2 separate regions of the Mus musculus genome follow, and region 1 is linked to region 2. Evidence: chromatin contacts called from public HiChIP or PLAC-seq data. All regions are on one chromosome and are shown on one strand. The core of a region is the stretch at or near the end of the contact, and the rest is flanking DNA. Distances in the headings are between cores, read along the strand shown. Region 1 overlaps Bmerb1 (bMERB domain containing 1). Region 2 overlaps Pdxdc1 (pyridoxal-dependent decarboxylase domain containing 1).

What was found. HiChIP or PLAC-seq counts read pairs in DNA pulled down with a chosen protein or histone mark.
Region 1: a BATF HiChIP or PLAC-seq map of CD8 T cells shows a contact between it and region 2, with 5 read pairs. The contact joins two enhancer-like sites. A contact is called at or near these places in 1 of 115 datasets of contacts at active chromatin or transcription factors (CD8 T cells) and 3 of 9 other capture datasets (adipose tissue, liver and pancreatic islet).

Annotation. Positions count from the first base shown.
Region 1 is chr16:14,086,213-14,091,342 of GRCm38.p6, forward strand. It overlaps Bmerb1 (bMERB domain containing 1), which reads left to right. Exons shown (of 6, transcript NM_144518.3): 3 at 2,734-2,807. Among named protein-coding and RNA genes, the nearest start is that of Marf1, 70 kb to the right of the region's middle. Within about 2 kb of position 2,264, at least 69 of the 459 cell types and tissues checked have an H3K27ac peak or open chromatin away from gene starts, as enhancers often do. A contact at or near this core is called in CD8 T cells, where this site is marked.
Region 2 is chr16:13,842,802-13,848,109 of GRCm38.p6, forward strand. Pdxdc1 (pyridoxal-dependent decarboxylase domain containing 1) reads right to left here. Exons shown (of 23, transcript NM_053181.3): 14 at 4,925-4,988; 15 at 2,534-2,622; 16 at 970-1,075. Among named protein-coding and RNA genes, the nearest start is that of Ntan1, 26 kb to the left of the region's middle. Within about 2 kb of position 2,425, at least 13 of the 459 cell types and tissues checked have an H3K27ac peak or open chromatin away from gene starts, as enhancers often do. A contact at or near this core is called in CD8 T cells, where this site is marked.

The DNA.
Region 1 (5,130 bases), core at 1,014-3,513, 240 kb after region 2:
AGGCAGATTTCTGAGTTCGAGACCAGCCTGGTCTACAAAGTGAGTTCCAGGACAGCCAGGGCTATACAGAGAAACCCTGTCTCGAAAAACCAAAAATAAATAAATAAATAAATAAATAAATAAATAATGATAATAAGATAAAGCATTTATAGACTTTTACTTATTTAAAAAATAATAATAATTCCAGTGCTTGAGAGAAAAAGGCAGGAAGATCTCTAAGTTTGGGGCCAGCCTGGTCTACATAGTGAGTTCCAGGATAGAGTTACATAGCAAGACTCTTTCTCACAAAAAATAAACATATAAGACTAAAATTTTAAAGTTATGTTGTGTGTCTGTGCATGCACTTATTAATGTGAGTGCAGGCACCCATGGAGGTGAGAAAAGGATGTCATATCCCATGGAGCTGAAGTTATAGGTGTTTGTAAGCCACCTAATTCAGGTTTGGGACCCAAGGTTTAATCCCCTGGAAGATTAGTACATGCTATTATCCAGTGAGCCATCTCTCCAGCTCTGCCCCTGGGCCCACCCTTTTAACTTTTTGTCATTATATCCTAAGTGAGAGGATAATTCCTGATTATATAATATCTAGGCTGTGTTGACTGTATTGGGCATCATAAGTTATCTAGAGGTGACTTAAATACCTAGGAGTATGTATAGAGATTATATGCAGACATTAGGCTGTCTTATTTTCAAGACTTGGGCATGTGTGGATTTTGGTGTTCAGGAGCAAGAGGAGATCCTGGGACGTTTCTACATATGTGAGCATGTGGTTATCTATCTGTACTGACAAAAGGTCAACTTCATGCTGCCTGAGCCTTGTTGGTAGTGACTTCTCAGAGCTTAGGCCTGAGGCCAGCACAGCAGACGCTCAGTGAAGATGCAGGTGTGAATATACACATTTTGAAACTGTATATACTTTGGGAACTGCCTTGAAGATGCCTCAGCTATCGTTGACCTGTTAAGCCATTTTTACTCAGTGTGATTCTGCTTCTCAGAATCTTCCCACATTAAAAAAAATTCTTGCATAAATCTATGTTAACCCCGTGGAGACCCAGGTAGCACAGATAACCTAAAAATCCACCTAGATGATCAATGAGCACACCCTAGAAATCTGCAGGGGAAGTTCCTGGTAGCCACTGAAAATAATTTTTATGAGAATGACAAATTGACTTTAAAACAAATTGTTCTTGAGACATGGTCTCATCTGACCCAGACTGACCTCGAACTCGGATCCTCTTGCCTCAACATCCCAGTTCTGAGATTACATGCGTGTTCACAAACACCCCCATTTTATGTTGTTCTGAGGATCAAACCCAGGGCTTTGTGCATGTTAGGAGAGCATGCTATCAACTGAACTAAAATCTTAGGCCAGGATTAATTTTTTCTTTTTGTAACACACACCTTACTACAATACATTGCAGAATTGTAGGAAAGCCCTTGAATAGGCCCTGGAAGGGGTTTGTGAATTCCTATTGAAATGTAAATGTTTATATTGCTTCTATGTCTAGGAATTTGTCACAGAAAACCTAGTATGAGGAGTATATCAATATAGCAGGATGCTGGGCAGCCACAAAAATCAGTTGACTTGAATGCACTAACAGGGAATCATCTTCAAGACATATTCTGAAGTAGAATTATATATCATTATAAACTAAAAGGCATAAATAGTAAAAAGAACAAATTGTGAAAATATTTTGTAACAATGTCACATGATATTTATAACCGGCGTACTTTTAAACCTGCAAGAATGGACACTACACTGGGGGCGTTAGTATTATGACTCTGTCTGTGTCTGGAGGCTTCAGAACCTGGACGTGGATGATTCTGTCCACAAGCCTCAGGCCCTAGGTATCAATGGTACAAAATCCAGAATCTAAGAGGTGAAAATTTTGGAGTTATGCCTAAGAGCAGAGGGAGGGAGACAAAGAAAAAGAGAGAGAGATTGAGAGAAAGACAGAGATAGACAAATAGCAATGGAGAGAGTGTACAACCCCTAATTTCTCCTTTTGACAGACACATAGCAACAGAGCAAGTATATGTACAACCTTAACTTCCTCCTTTGCATCCTCTTTCCTGTCCTCACCTACAGATGACTAGTTCTGCTACAGAGGGCAGGACTTCTCACCTAGACAGTTCAGCAGCTCATAAGCCAATCTCTGCAAACGTCATCACAGACTCTTGTGGTTTAAATGTAACTACCCCGAATGCCAGGCTTCTGTGGTTAACATGTAGACACAGAGAGCTGTGACAGGCTTCTGTGGTTAGCATGTAGACACAGAGAGCTCTGACAGGCTTCTGTGGTTAGCATGTAGACACAGAGAGCTGTGACACTGTTGTGGGAGGTTATAATGTGATTTTGGGGATGTGGGGCCTAGCTAGCTGTTGGGGCAGGACTCAAGGGTTCTACGTGCCAGGTTCCTGCCCAAGCACTCTGTTTCTGGGTCTGGACTGTGTAAAAACACCTGCCAGACTCCCATAGCTACAGAGCTGCCTGCCTCTCTGCCTCCCTTCAAATGGCAGACTGTAGTCCCCAGAACAGTGAGCCCAAACAATTCCTTTTCTCCCTTAAGTTACTTTTTGTCACAGCAAGGAGTAAAGTGATAAATACCCAGACTTATCTAAAAACAGCTGGAAGATGGCCCTCACTTTCATTAGCCTCCAGTGTTTAAACAAGGCTAGTGCTGGGATGTGTTCTGCTGAGGTAACTTATTATGTGGTGTCTTGTCCCTGTAGGATGGATGACATTCAGCTCTGCAAGGACATCATGGACCTGAAGCAGGAGCTGCAGAACTTGGTCGCCATCCCAGGTACCATGTGTGATTACATCCTCTGTCAGCCACCGCCAGGGCTCCACATCTGTCCTCTGTACCTCTGGGATTGGGAATAGAGGGTTTGTCTCATTTCCTAATGGGATTTCAGTCTGGCAATGGAGGCTCCAGGATTTAAACACAAATTCATGCAGGGTATGTGGTCTGCACCTATAATCTAAGCACTTGAGAAGCAGAGGCAGGGAAATGACCCACACATCTGAAATCAGCCTGGGCTGACTGAGACCATATCTCAAACCAATAACAAAATAAACACAAGTTTCTATCAGGCAGGACCACCTTGGGACCTCAGGCAAGCCTCTTTATTTTTTACAAGATTGAGTTTTTCTTCCTTTGAAAATGGAAGAGGAATATACTCACCATCAATCTCACGAGAGCTGAGGGGACCAGTTGAGTGGCAGAACACTTTCCTAGTGTGTGCAGAGACCTGGGTCTGCACCAAAGCACTGCAAAGGGATGACAAAGCTGCCAAGTGTGACTGTCGCGGTGGTAAATGTACACTTTAGGCCAGGCATCATTTTGACTCAAGAGTCATTATTGCCATTTTAATCATGTGTGGAAAGAGGGAGAGTAGAGCAGGCACAGGCTGTAATATTGGGGCCAAGCATCCATCTATCAGTTATTAATTACTGATGATCTGATTGCTTTCCCTTAAATGACTTCCCTCTCCAAACACTCTAAGTTACATGGCATATGGGCCTTGTGCTTATCAAAGGACTAACCAGTCACACGCCTGTTGTATAAGTCAGGGTTTTCTGGGTGAACAGAACCCATAGAATTTAAAAGGGATTTATTAGACTGACTTACATGATATGCTCTCAGGAGGCCAACAGTGGCCTCTGCATACTGCAGAGGCTAAGGACCTAGTGCTGCTCAGTCTATGAGGCTAGATACCTTCGTAGTCCCAGTCTGGTCCTGAGGGCCTAGCAGATTCCTGTTGAGCAGTTCATATTGGAAGGCCAAAGAATCTGGTTCTAATATCTGCAAAGGAATATAAGGTAAAGTAGATGAATTCACAAATGGTAGATGAATAATAGGCAAACACAGAGCTTTACTCTTACACCTTTGATGTATGCTGCAACCAGAAGGTGACAATCACATTTAAGATCAGTCTTCCCACTGCAGATAACCTGATTAAGAGAAGTCCTCCCAGTTGTTTATGGCACCTCTCCTTTCAGTTGATTCTAAGACTATCATCGTACCTGTTGACTCAGGCATGTGTCTCTCTGACTTCATGTCATTGACAGTGTGCATGGGGGTCTGATAGTGCTAAGGAAGGATTATTAATAGACACAGCTTCTTTTTCAAGAACTTGGCCTTGGCAGGTGTTTTACTTTGGTACTGGTGGGCATGGCTGGTGCATATCAACAACTGCTTACTGAACGATTGTGCATGTCCAGGCTACAGGCAACCTGGAAGTGATTTAATATATACAAGAGGATAGTCAGGGTCATAAGTAAATACTAATAATGTTAGGACTTGGAAAATCTGATGCAGACGGCTCATGAGAATGAGGTCTGCCTATTTCCAACCAAGCAACCAACTTACAACAAAAACTCTGTGACAATCTATGTTGAACCACTGGATGCTTAGAGTGGTCGAGGAACTCAGAGTCACAAGCTGGGAAAAGAGGGCAAATAGACCAGAACAGAAATCCTGTCTGTTCTGGACAGTAAAGGTCACAGATGAGACAAGAGTTATGAGCCAGGGAGACCAGGCAAGAAGCCATAGCATTGTCTAGGGAAGATAGATCATGGTCGTGGCTGAGGGAGTGAAAGAAGAAGCAAGTACATAGGAACATGGTACAATAGATGAGCTGGAGCACATAGGGGCATTGAGAGCCAGGATCTCTGGTACAGTCGATGAGCTGGATTTCCTATTGCTGAGTGAGTGACGATGAGGACATGACCACTCCTATGTATGGCTGAGGAACAGGCTTTTATTGTAGCTATGAGGGAGAGGACAGCAGATGCTTCTGAAGGAGTCTACACTGAACATGACCAACAAAATAGACTGGGCCATGAGAGGAGAGAGGGGGAGGAAAAATGAGAGAAGAAGAAAAGAGAGACAAGAAAGGCAGCCAACAGAACTAAGAGAGTTCATTAAAACCAAGAGAGCCAAGAAAGCATGCATGCCCCAAATGGCTGAGTTATATAGGAAAACGAGAAGCTGGGGGAAGGGAAGTGGACCCTGGGCTGGAGAGGTTTAGAGTAGAGAGAGGACTGGGTGAGAAGGACCTAGGACTCTCTAACAGGTACTTGTGCTGCTGGAAGAACCTGGCAGCCAGCATCTGCTTTGATAT
Region 2 (5,308 bases), core at 1,175-3,674:
CACAGTGTTAAAGGTCTGGAGGTAGTCCAACGGGGTGGTTTGTTTTTGGGAGAAAGGGCTTTTTATTGAAAATTTTTTGATCATGTTTTCCTCTTTCCCAATTCCTCTCAGATCCTCTCTCCTCCCTACCCACACAACTTGATGGTCTCTCTTTCAAAACAAAACAAAACAAAACAAAACAAGAGACACCCCCCCTCAAAAAAAAAAAAAGGCCCAAGAAACACAACACCTCCTCCACCCAAAAATAACCCCAGAATCAAAACCAACAAAAGACCAAGAAGTCGTGGAGGGGAGGGAGAGCCAAAACAAAGGAACAAAAATTCACAAAATGCCACTGAGGTTGTTTTGTGTCGGTCAACTACTCCTGGCAGGTGAAGTATGGATGGATGGTGCCTACTTCCTGACCTCTTTGCCAGAAGGTATCTAATTGCAGACAGGTTCTTTGTTGGGGGCAGGGCCACCTATGCCTACTTCTACTGTTTGGCTTGACTCTGGGCAGGTGTGTGTAAGTTGCCATAGTCTGCATGAGTGCTGAAAGGTTTTAAAGCTCCACAGGTTACTCAGATGTGCATCTGGACATAAGAAGTCAGCAGAATAGAAAGCCTAGAATCAGATGATATCAAAACACAGGAATCCAATGGTTCAAGATGTCTCACTCTAATAGTGAGAAGTTATGCTAAAACTTAAATTTAGCCTTAAAGAAAAGCTTCTTCAGCCAGAAGTGGTTGCACACATCTTTAGTCCCAGGACTGAGGAGGCTACCTGGTCTACAGAGTTTCAGGACAGCCAGGACTATTAAATAGAGAAACCATCTCTTCAAAAACCAAAAAAAGAAAAGCTCTTTCAAAGAGAGACGCTGCAAACTCCAGGAGAGCAGAATTACTGTAAGATGGACACACTCATCCGGCTGCTGGCCATCAGCAGGTGTGATGGAACCCTGAGGGGCAGAGCTGCAATTAATTGCCTTACCTTCTGCTGTCATCAGAGGGCTGAACCGAACACATGTGCCATCTACCTCCAGGTCTATGACAGTGAGGCCACACTGAGGCACCAACTGTTTCAACTGTTCACCCAACTGCAGGGAAAAGGACAGAGAACACTTCTGCAACAGGGACTTAAATATCTTTACCACCCACCCTCACCCCAGACTAAAATGGCTTCTGAAGCTAGTTCCCCTTATTCTTCAGGGTATCTTTCAATACTTAATAGCAATTTTTTGTTTCCCGTGCTGGGAACAGAGCCCAGGGGACTTTGCCCCTCACCTACTCCCACCCTACTCTTCCTACCTTTTCCAATTAACAGTTCATTTTATGTTATTCTAACTACAAATTCACTTTAGAAAAACATGCAATACAGTTAAGTCAAAAATATGAAATAAAAATGACCCATATCCTCCTAACATTTGACTGTTGACATGCAGTTTATTTCTCAGGGTCTTTTCCCTGTGTTTATAACAAAACATGATATTCTATACACCTTAGGAACCTCCTCTTTTTCTTTGTATGTATGTGTGAAGGCACACATTTGTGTGTGTGCATGGTTATGTGGAGACCAGAGATCAATACTGGCATTTTCCTCACTTTCTGAGACACGCACGCCTTCTCATGGAAACTCGAGCTTCTCAGTTTGCTCATGCTGTCTGCTCAGTGAACTCCCCGAACCACCCATCTCTGCGTTCCTGGTGCTGGATTGTAGGCATGCTGCTGTACTTGGCTATTTTTATAAACATGACGGCTAGAGCTGAGCTCAGGTCTTCATGCTTACACTGCTTGCACTTTGTCACAGGTGACCTACTCAGCCCCCCAGATTGCTTTTTTCCCCATCTACTTTGTGATCATTTTCCATCTGTTTTAAACATTTGGCCGTAGGTTTATAAGAGCTGCTATGAATGGCACTGCATGGATATATTATATCTTATTTATTAGAGCCTAGGAAATGACACTGCTGTGAACATCTTTACCCTGTTGAGAACACTCAGGAAGTCTAAAATCTAGAGGTACTGCACTCCAGTGTCCAAAGAGCCATTAGAGTAGAATGCTGGCCTGTCCTGCCTGGCTGCCACAGGTGCTCGGGAACACCTGTTCCTTCTGATGCACTTGCTTTGTTTCTGACACAGGTCTTACTATGTAGTTTAGGCTGTTCTGGGACTATGTAGACTAGGTTGGCCTCAGACTCTTGGAGATCCACCCGCCTCTGCCTCCTAAATGCTGCGATTAAAGGCATGCACCAATACACCCAGATTTAGCAACTCTCTTGTTGCCCAAAGCAGAGGTACTGTGTGCGGGCCAGGCTATTTTATTGTCTTTCATAGCAATTAGGAAATGGTCACAGAAGCAAAGTGAGTGGCTTGCCAGAGGTAACAGTGTCTGATGTGGTGATATGAGTCAGAACAGAACAAGCCTGGTGTCTCTGTATGAAGTTCCTTCCTGTGGGAATGACTAACCAACCACACATGACCATGTTATACAGGTGTGAGGCCAGGAAACGCTGTTCTGGATGTAAAGAAGAAAAAGTAGACAGCAGCCATCTTTACCCAGCGGTTCAGTGCATCACAGGAGTGTCTTTCCCGGCCAACTGCTGCAGGTGCTATGTTGGATACAGGAACAGCTTTAAACGCTGAATCTGAGGCCAAACACAGAAAGGATTCACTCCCAGAAACAAAGCTACAATAAACATTACAACTCAATCCATCAACAGCATCATATAATAATGAAATCAAAATGTCTGACCTGTTAATACTTTTCTGATGAACTAAGTAACTTCTCAATGCATTTCTATAATAGGATTTTTTTGTTTGTTTTTGTTTTTTCGAGACAGGGTTTCTCTGTATAGCCCTGGCTGTCCTGGAGCTCACTTTGTAGACCAGGCTGGCCTCGATCTCAGAAATCCGCCTGCCTCTGCCTCCCGAGTGCTGGGATTAAAGGCGTGCGCCACCACGCCCGGCTTCTATAATAGGATTTTTGTTGTTGTTCTTAAAGACAGTGTTTCTCCTGTGTAGCCTTAGTGGTTATTTCTCTATAGATCAGGCTGGCCTTGAGCTCAAGAGATCTGCCTGCCTCAGCCTCCCAAGTGTTGAGTTTAAAGGCATGTACCTCCAATGTCCATAGGATTCTTAATTTTCTTTTTTAAAAATAATTTCAACACCAGCCTGGTGGTGCACATCTATAAAATCTCACTCAGCCTTTAGTAAAGCTAAGGCCAAAGGGCTGTTATGAATTCAAGGCCAGCCTGGGTCCCAGGGGAAGATTGTATCTTAAAAAAAGAAAAGTTCCCTTTCAAGGAATTTCAAATGGAATAAAAAAAAATGTAAATACACCATAAAGAAAATAAACCCCACTATGTATCAAGCTAAAGCCACTGAAAAGTGGTAGTGCTCTGATAGAAGGTAATGGAGCCTATGCAGACAGGAAGGTGAGCATTCAGTGGAAACAGTAATAAAAGCAGTAGGGGGAAGGGTCTGAAGCAGGAGGACTGCTACAAGCTAAAGCTAGCCAGGCCTACAGAATGAGATCCTGTCTCAAACAAAGAAAAAAAGAGAAAGAAAAGGGATGAAGAGATGCGTATTTGAAGCAGCAACACCACAGCCACATTTAAGGAGAGAGTAGTGTTTCTAGGAACAAGGAAAGGGCCAGTGTGACTAAGGAAGGGGCCAATGATGGAAGCAGCAGCGATCAGGAAGGAGGCAGACCTGACAGCAGAGCCTTGTGGGTGTGGTGCGGAGCCCTAGATGCTGATGGCTGCCAGCAGGCTGACATGACTTGTAATGTTCACTAATTTCTATGCAGAGTTTCTTGGAAGAAACTGTGTGCAATATGGGAATGACAGTGTCACCTAGATGAAAGTTAATGTGCCTTGGACTAGGCTGGTGGCATGCTGGTCATTTTTTGTCCTTCCCCCCGCCCCCCTGCAGTATTGAGGATTAAAACCCAGTGTCATCTGAATGCTAAAAATTTCTATATTCCCAACATAGTCCATTCTTTAAAAACAGAGTTCTTTTTTTTTTTTGGACAGGGTGTCTCTGTGTAGGCTTGGCTGTTTTCTAGTTCTAACTTGATCTCAAACTCAGAAATTCTGTGCCTCTGGCTCTCCAGTACTGAGATTGTAAGAGTGTGTCACTTCACCAGGCTGAAAGAGATTCTTAAGCCCAGCATTCAGGAGGCACAGGCAGGTTACTCATTGTGAGTTTCAGGCTAATCTAGTTTATAAAGCAAGTTCCAGGCCAGCCTGAACAAGATGGTAGGGTAGGGGAGGAGGGTAGGGGAGGAGAGAGAGTGAGAGGAAGAAGAGGAGACAGAGACAGACAGACAGATGGACTCTTAGATCTATTCTCCTATATCACAATACTTGAGAAGCAGCTTAGGGGCTGAAAGCTAGCAGGGGAATAAGAGGTTTGAAGTCCACACCTTTCCTTCCTCAATGTGACTCCTAAAACCATGCCTAGAAATACAATAGCTTATTTACAGTTTTTAAAAAGTCACTCTCCTTAAAGGAATTTTGAAAGCAAAGCCAATGTTGTAAGTTAGCGACTCTTCTTTCTAAGCACTGCCCTTTAGCTGGCTCAGCCCAGGCTATGTGGTAGGGTTGCAGAGTCTTTGGTTTAGTCACAGGCACTTAGCGTGCTTGTGGAAACTGTTATACTTTTCCATGAGTGAAGACTTTATCAATAAAAAAATAAAAACATATAGAACTTAATTTTATATGATATTAAATTTAAAGCCATGAACACACACACACACACACACACACATCTTACACACAGTTTGGTTTTTTGAGACAGGGTTTCTCTGTGTAGCCCTGGCTATACTGGAATTCACTCTGTAGATCAGGCTAGTATCCCAGCTCACAGCCTGCCTCTGTCTCCCTAGTGCTAGGATTAAAGGCCTATACCTCCACACCTGGCATAAAAAAATTTTTAATCACCTACCTGAGGCTGGTAATTCCTGGAAAAACCTGAACACCACTACTGGAGAACTGAGCTCATCTTCCACCTGCAAAAAGAGAACTGTGCTGTTACAACACTGAAGATAGGGCTAAACATCAGCGGGATAAGACAGTATCTTTGGAAAGAAAATAGGCAGAAATGCTGCTTATACACAAACATTAAAAGGCTCAAAGGGTGTAACTGGCCTGAGGTGACCAATGAAAATGATGGTCCCTCCCTCTCTTGACCCAACAGACTCTATGAAGTCATGCATAAACGAGCAACTTAAAAAAAAAAAGTGTATGAGTTAACCAAGTTATGCTTGGTACCCACAGAGGCCCGAAAAGGATACTGGATATCCTGGAAATGGAGTTTCAGAATAGTGTG